Linked DNA regions of Sus scrofa: region 1 is linked to region 2. A link is a contact called in public Hi-C data. All regions are on one chromosome and are shown on one strand. The core of a region is the stretch at or near the end of the contact, and the rest is flanking DNA. Distances in the headings are between cores, read along the strand shown.

Region 1 (3,506 bases), core at 804-3,303, 120 kb before region 2:
GGCCTTGTAACAGCTCATCAGGAGCCTCTCCTCTTTCAGGAGGATCACAGGGTTTTCTGCCAAGACTCAGAGCAGCTGCTGCTCAAGCATTGTCTCTGTGGCCTCTGTGGATATGTGCAAGGTCAGCAGGCACTGGCACGGAGGTTTTCCCTACATTCAGGTTGCCCAGAGGAACATGATGCTCTATCTTGACTATATCTTTAAGATAGCAACAGAGGTCACCATTCAGGAAAGAGCTCACCTAGTAGGGCTCAGAAGGATGGTGTTTCAAAGTGGGTGTTGGCAGTCCCGGCCCTCAAACGAGCAAATTAGAGAGGAAAACTTCATGGTGGTTTCCATTTACTCTCTCAGAAAAAAATTAAAAGTGACAGAATGAACACCAGGCAAAGAGTTTCGTAAAATCTTGCATTTTTAACCTCCCCAGATATGTCTGTTTGATGTGTATATTTTTTGTTTTCCAACATTAATTAGATGTTAAAAAACCTCTTAAAGCAAAGCAAAACAAAAATGCCTTGAGCTAGCTTTTAGAGTCACAAAAGACGGAAAGGTTGGGAAGAGCAGCCAAGCAGGTTGGTGGTAGTAGCCAAGTAGAAAAGAGAAAAAAAAAAAAAGTCTGGATTTCAGAAACCTCCTAAAAAAGAAAGAGAAGAAGGGCCATCAGAAGTAGCAGGTGTTCTGGGGAGGCAAAATCCTGGTCAGAGAGTAAAGTAGTGCTATGGGATCATCAGCTGACTCACTTGCGCTCTCATTCATGAATTCAGCAGAGCCTAAGGGCACTTTGCAAAGGGCACTCTGAAAGAGGCAGAAAGCTGAAGCCTGAAGATCTTGGAAGGCTGCTGGAAGGCTGGACCTGTACTTCTAACATAGACCTTAAACAACAGGGCTCTTTTGTGTGGTTCCTGATGCTGAACATGTGACCTAGCAAAGGCAGCAATGTGACCAGCCCACATTTCATTCATTTATTCAACAAATATTTATTGAGTTCTCTATGTACCAGGCAGTCAGCATCCCGGGACTACATGGGAATACTGTGGTGAACAAGACAGGCAAGGTCCCTGCCCTTATGGGACTTACAAACAAAACGAAATAAAACAAAAACCAGTGAAATGAATACATAAGATCACTTCTACCCAGTGCTATGAGCGTGAGAAGGCTTCCAGGAGGAAGAAATGGTCAGGAAGGCTGACGATTGCCAGCCACAACAAGGCTAAGAGCTGGGGTGTGGGGGTAAGGTGGGGGCAGGGAAAAACCACAGGGGGCCTTACAGGCCAATGTAAGCAGTTTTTAATGTCATAATTAATGCAGTAGGGATCCACTGAAGGCCTTTAAGTAGGGGCATTAAGTGGTCTGATTTATGTTTTTAAATCACTTTGGCAGCTGTTTTGTAGTATGAAATGTCAAGCCTAAAGTCAGAAGATAACCATGCATTCTGCAAATTCACTCTGCGATCATTGCCAAAGCTCTTGATTAAGAGTCTCATCTTGTTTCCCTGACAAATTAATTAGTCATAATAAAGCTCTATAGCACAGCAAATGGTAGCCAAAGGTTAGAGTCATGCCTTGGCTTCAAATCTTGCTTCGTACTTACTAGTTATGTATTCTCCGCAAGCTATTTACTTGAGCCTCAATTACCTCAGCTGTGAAATGGGGATAATAAAAGTTCTTACATCATAGGGTTTTCACGAAAATTAAATTACAAGACATGTAAACCACGGTGACAGAACCTGGTACAACGTGGTTAGCACACATAAATATTAGCTTTTGTTACTTCTTTCAGAGGATTACTGTGAAGATCACATGAGATAATGCATGTGAAAAGACTTATGACACCGTAAAGACTACATTAGTGGCAGAATTTTTTCTTTCCTTTCCTGGTCTTTTAAGGGGAACACAGAAGACTGGGCTAACCAGGGGAGAGAGGCGTGAGGCCAAGCGCAGCCTCAAAGCGGTCATTGTAGTTGGACAGCCCTTCCCCCAGCCCGGAGCGCATCTCTATGGCAACGCGGGGCTTCGCCTACCCCCCGCCTCCTGGGGCCCACAGACCGGAAGCAGTCTGCGCCGGGGGCTTCTGGGAAACGGCTTGTGAGCGGCGGCGTTTCTGCGTCGGCCGTGGACAGCGAAGCGGTTGCAGTTCCCGAGCTTGAGGTTTGCGCGAGAGAGGGGGGAAGAGCGTGCGAGGGAGGCTGGGCTAGAGGCTGTGGTCCGCTTGGCAAGAGTTAGCGAAAAAGCTTGGCGGTGACCTTCCTTGGCTTCCCGGGAGGCGCGGGGGACAGGCCACGGTCTCAGCGCCCAGCAGCTGGGAGACAGGGAGGGATAGACAGAAAGCCAGATAGGGCTTTCGGCACCCTTGGAGAGTCCTCCCTTCCTTGTGCCTTCCGCGACCCCCGCCTTCCCCCCTCCCCCATCGGCCGGTTTTGTTCTATTTCGAGGCCCTGGCATCTCGCGGAGGGTTCTGGGATTCTTTTCGGGTGGAGGGGGGTGGGCGGTCCTCCGCCGTGGCTGCCGGGACTTGTAGTTTGGCCGGCCTCGAGCGGAAGTGCCGTGACTCCGGCGCTGTTGAGGCTAGGTGGCCTCTGGTCTTCCGAAAGCCGCAGCCGGGAGTGTGGAGAGAAGAGGGGCTGGAGTGGTCTGGTGGGGGCCGGGTTCGCCACGGCACTCCGCTGAGTGAGTGGGAAGGTCGCGTGGGACAGGACTCCCTGCGCAAACCTGGTTGGGACTGCGGGTTCGCATTCCCCGCACCTCCTCACGTCCCATCGGCAGGGTGCTGTATGAAAACGTAAAGGGGAGAGAAATTTTATTTTTCTAGAGTGTTTGAGCCAATGGTAAGGTAGGGTTTTGGAATAGGAACAAACGAATACTGTTGGCTAAACCTTGTTTATAAGGCCGCCACACTCCAGAGTGCTTAAACAAACCTGTATGTATATTACTTGGTAAGATTTTTTTCTGATACCTAGACTTGATAGGTTTACAGGAAGTTTTGGGCAGTTACTGACTTTCAGATTCCGGGCCCTGAATAGATAATATTGAGTAACTGCATGGCTTGTTCCCAGTAGGTGTTTTAAACAATGGCATAGGCATGACTGTGCAAATACTAAGGAAAGGATCAGAAATAGCCCAAGGTTTCCCTGAAGGTAGAAGCTGGGGAGATTGTGAGTCATCCAGTGTAAGGATTAGAGTCTGCGCCACTGTGGGAAGTCAAGGTGTTATGAGAGTCCCTTTTCTTCATAGAATTTGCTATGATTAATGCCCACATTACAAATTGAAAGGTACTTATGGTGTCTCGGGTGACTGAATAATATTTGAATTTTATGGCACCTAGTGGTTTTTTTCAACATCATGTATCTGTTATTGAGCAGGTGAATATTTTTTTCATGTATATTTTAGTCCAGGGAGTTCTTAAACATTTTAAAACTATTTCTTAGCCCTGAAAAAAAAAAATTGTCAAAATTTTTTAAGCAGGTGCTAAAAAAGATACCCCTCCTTTTGAGGTGACTCAGGTGTGTCAGG
Region 2 (3,679 bases), core at 164-2,663:
GAACTTCTTTTAGCCATTCTCTGAGGCAGGTTTGCTGGCAACACATTCTCTTACTTTTCTTTCATCTGAGAATATCTGATTTTCCCTTCATTCTTTTTTTTTTTTTTTTTTTGTCTTTTTGCCTTTTTCTTGAGCTGCTCCCACGGCATATGGAGGTTCCCAGGCTAGGGGTCGAATTGGAGCTGCAGCCGCCGGACTACGCCACAGGCACAGCAACTCGGGATCCGAGCTGCGTCTGCAACCTACACCACAGCTCACGGCAACGCCGGATCCTTAACCCACTGAGCAAGGCCAGGGATCGAAACCCGAAACCTCATGGTTCCTGGTCGGTTTCATTAACCACTGAGCCACGATGGGAACTCCTCCCTTCATTCTTGAAGGATATTTTCATGGATATAGAGTGCTTTTCTCTTAGTACTTAAAAATATTCAGAGTCTTCTTATTGTTTATAATGTATATTGTATATGTATGTAATATATATTGTATATGTATGTATTGTATATATAATATCCTAGGATTTTAGCAGTACTTGAAGAATAGGAAGAGGTACATTTATGCTGTCTTGTCCTTGGGATGATTTTTGTTTTTGTTTGCATTTTTTTGTCTTTTCTAGGGCTGCACCTGTGGCATATGGAGGTTCCCAGGCTAAGAGTCTATCAGAGCTGTAGCCCCCAGCCTACACCACAGCCACAGCAATGCCAGATATGAGCCACATCTGTGACTTACACCACAGCTCACGGCAATGCTGGATACTTAACCCATGAGCAAGGCCAGGGATCGAACCTGCAACCTCATGGTTCCTAGTTGGATTTGTTAACCACTGAGCCATGATGGGAACTCCCGATGATTTTTACTATGTAATATTATTTGTATTCACATTTGGAAAATGGAGGCTCCAGGAGTTAGCTAACATATAGTTGATATTTTTCAAGTATTATAGAATTATCATCAATGGTACTAAAATCACATATCCTGAAGCCACCGGAAAATAATGTCAAGAACAAAGCTTATGATATTGGAAGCAAAATCTAGATGCATTTCTAGGAAGTGTAAAATAATTTATTTACCAAAAGAAAAAGATATTATAAATAAAAATACCAAGTGAATGTATCTAGTATTTGTCACTCATTTGATTACTTTTTGGGAGCTTAATGAAATGGCCCTTTGTGAAAGGAAAGGACTGCTTTCCAAAATTACACGTGCAGGGTTTTAGTGAGACACACACTCATTAGTGTTGATTGGAGTTATGTAACTCATATTACCCAGGGTATTTAGCTTGCTTTGTTAGTGTCTAATCTAGTGCCAGATTCCCAAAGGCCCTGAATTTGGCAAGGCCACAGTAAGATGAAATGCATAGTTGTTTCTTAAAAAAAAAAAAAAAAAAAATGCCGTCCAAGCTGTTCTCTGTAAGTTTTAAGCTTAGATTTAATCAAGTCCAGCCAAAATTATTCCACCCAGGAGCTATTATCACATTCTTCCTTTTGAAAGCAGCTAAAACCACGGAATTGTTGGCAGTCGCATCCAATCCTTTAGAAACAAAAAATTCTTATAGCCTCCCAGTTCCTAACTCCAACTTCCTTTTCCTGTTTAACATGTTTGTGAAGTTTTTTAGAAAAGAAAAGATTTGAGTTTTAACTTGTAAATCTTCAATTGAGTGCAAGATAACTTTCTGCTAGTGAAAAGGGTACTGAAACTGGGAGAAATAGTAATTGGAAAACTCTGGCTTATAAAGAGATTATTACAGATATCCGTATCTATTTATTTATTTTTTTAGTTAGAAAAAGAAAACACAAAACAAAAACAAAACCCAAGAGATAAAGGCAGTAACCTCAGACTGACATTAAAAACCTCCAGTTTTTATTTATTTAAATATTTTTTGAAGTTCAATGCACTACCTTTTGTACCACAGAGCCATCTTATTTAAATATATTTTGAGCTGAAAAACTCAAAGCTGGACTAAACCATAATTCCCTACTGCACCCCCACTCCCTTCCAAATCTGGGTTCTTCACCCTTTCCCCCCAGTTTTTTTGGCCATGCCCATGGCATGCACAGAAATTGTTCCTGGGCCAGGGATCGAACCTGAGTCAAGGAGTGATGATGCCTAATCCTTAACTGCTAGACCACCAGGAAACTCTTCCTTTTTAAAAACAGATGTTTATATGCAAAAGAAAATACTTAATGATGTATATGTTCTACTTATACCTTATCAGAAATATCTTTGGTTTTGTTTGGGATCTCTTTCTGTTTATTCAGTAGCCACTTGCATCTTAATTAACATATAGTTTTTAATTGATTGGACAGTTCACATTAGGGAAGGACTTTTAGAGCTGATTATGAAGGTATAGGATGTGCTCTTTCTAAGCAAACTCGAGAAATGCACAGAAGCATGCTTTTGGCTCCTTCTTAAATCAATACTCTGTTTTTCTTTCCTGAGTTCACCCATTTCTACTTTGAGTCCTGTCCTGGGGCCTAATTCTACTTTCACAGGGCATCAATAGAATTTTTTTGCTAACATTAGCTTAAGGTTTATACACAAAATGATTTAAATAAGGCATGGTTCCTCCTTTTTTTTTTTTTTTTTTTTTTTTGCTTTTTAAACTGGATATTTGGATGATAAAAAGATGCTTTCCCTTTTCTACCCTGTCTGTCTGAGGCCAAAAGGAAAGAGTTAGTTAGCATGCCATCTTGAAGGAGTGTAGACCCCTGGTCTGTGCTTGTTTGATACACACATTAGACTTTTTATGAATTATGGAAGCACTTCTGGGAGGAGAGGAGCTCTAACCTGAACAAATCACTGGAGTCCAGCCATCCAGGGCTCTCAAGGGAAGAGCTTAAGCTAAAGAGCTTCCCTAGTTGGACCATCAATCCAAATCAAACAGTAAATTGCAAGTGGCCATCTGCTCACTTAATCATGTGCTTCTATTTTTTCTTTGGGCTGGTTATCATCTTCTGGCCTGGCCCTTTTTTACTAATTAGCCAAAGCTTGATCTTTAGGTGAACCACAGGTTCATTTCATACTGAATGGAATATGGGTTTATTTATTCTTCCATTTTGGTTTAATCATTTGAGGGAAAATTTTAAAATATTTTTTGAAGTTTATAAGGACTGTTTTCTTTTTTTAGAATCTTGGTCGATATTTTGCTTTTGCTGAGTACTTTTGAATACTTCCAAATGAAATGTTCTATTTTATTCCTTTTCTCGATTTGGCAATGAAAGTGATAATGTTTATATTTACAGTTTTTTTTTAACTAGACAGTATTCTTTGTTGTTTATTAAGTAGTGCATATATATTGCAAAGCGTCCAGTTATTACGGTATAAAGACAAAGTTTAAGTCACTGGTGCCAACAGTTTGGCATGCATCCTTTTGCTATGTTTATACAAACATGAGGGTGAGATAAACCAGTATTTAAATGTAGCAAATAAAGCTATTGGAGAATATTTCTATAATGTGGTGAGGTAAAAAGTGGGAGTGAGGGAGGGGCGCTCGCTTCTTAGGCAAGATGGAAAACTTGGAAGCTTAAAGTCAGATTTGAACTACATTAAAAGTTGAATTTTATGAAGATGATAACCAGTTTGGGAAGTTGTTTTATAATTCCCAAACAGTTGAATGTTTATTTCTCTGTGCATAATGTTTTTAAGATCCATCCATATTGGAGCATATATCATGTCATTTAGG

Evidence for each region. Hi-C and Micro-C count contacts between places; a contact is called where the count stands out from the background.
Region 1: a Hi-C map of embryonic fibroblasts shows a contact between it and region 2, with 1.6 times the contacts expected there. The contact joins the promoter of ZNF24 here to the enhancer-like site in region 2. A contact is called at or near these places in 1 of 5 promoter capture datasets (liver) and 11 of 47 Hi-C or Micro-C datasets (brain, embryonic fibroblasts, epiblast stem cells and 7 more).

What each region holds. Positions count from the first base shown.
Region 1 is chr6:119,165,751-119,169,256 of Sscrofa11.1, reverse strand. It overlaps ZNF24 (zinc finger protein 24), which reads left to right and starts at 2,053. Exons shown (of 4, transcript NM_001243375.1): 1 at 2,053-2,144.
Region 2 is chr6:119,047,950-119,051,628 of Sscrofa11.1, reverse strand. No RefSeq gene overlaps it. Among named protein-coding and RNA genes, the nearest start is that of ZNF397, 27 kb to the left of the region's middle. Within about 2 kb of position 1,413, at least 1 of the 83 cell types and tissues checked has an H3K27ac peak or open chromatin away from gene starts, as enhancers often do. A contact at or near this core is called in embryonic fibroblasts, where this site is marked.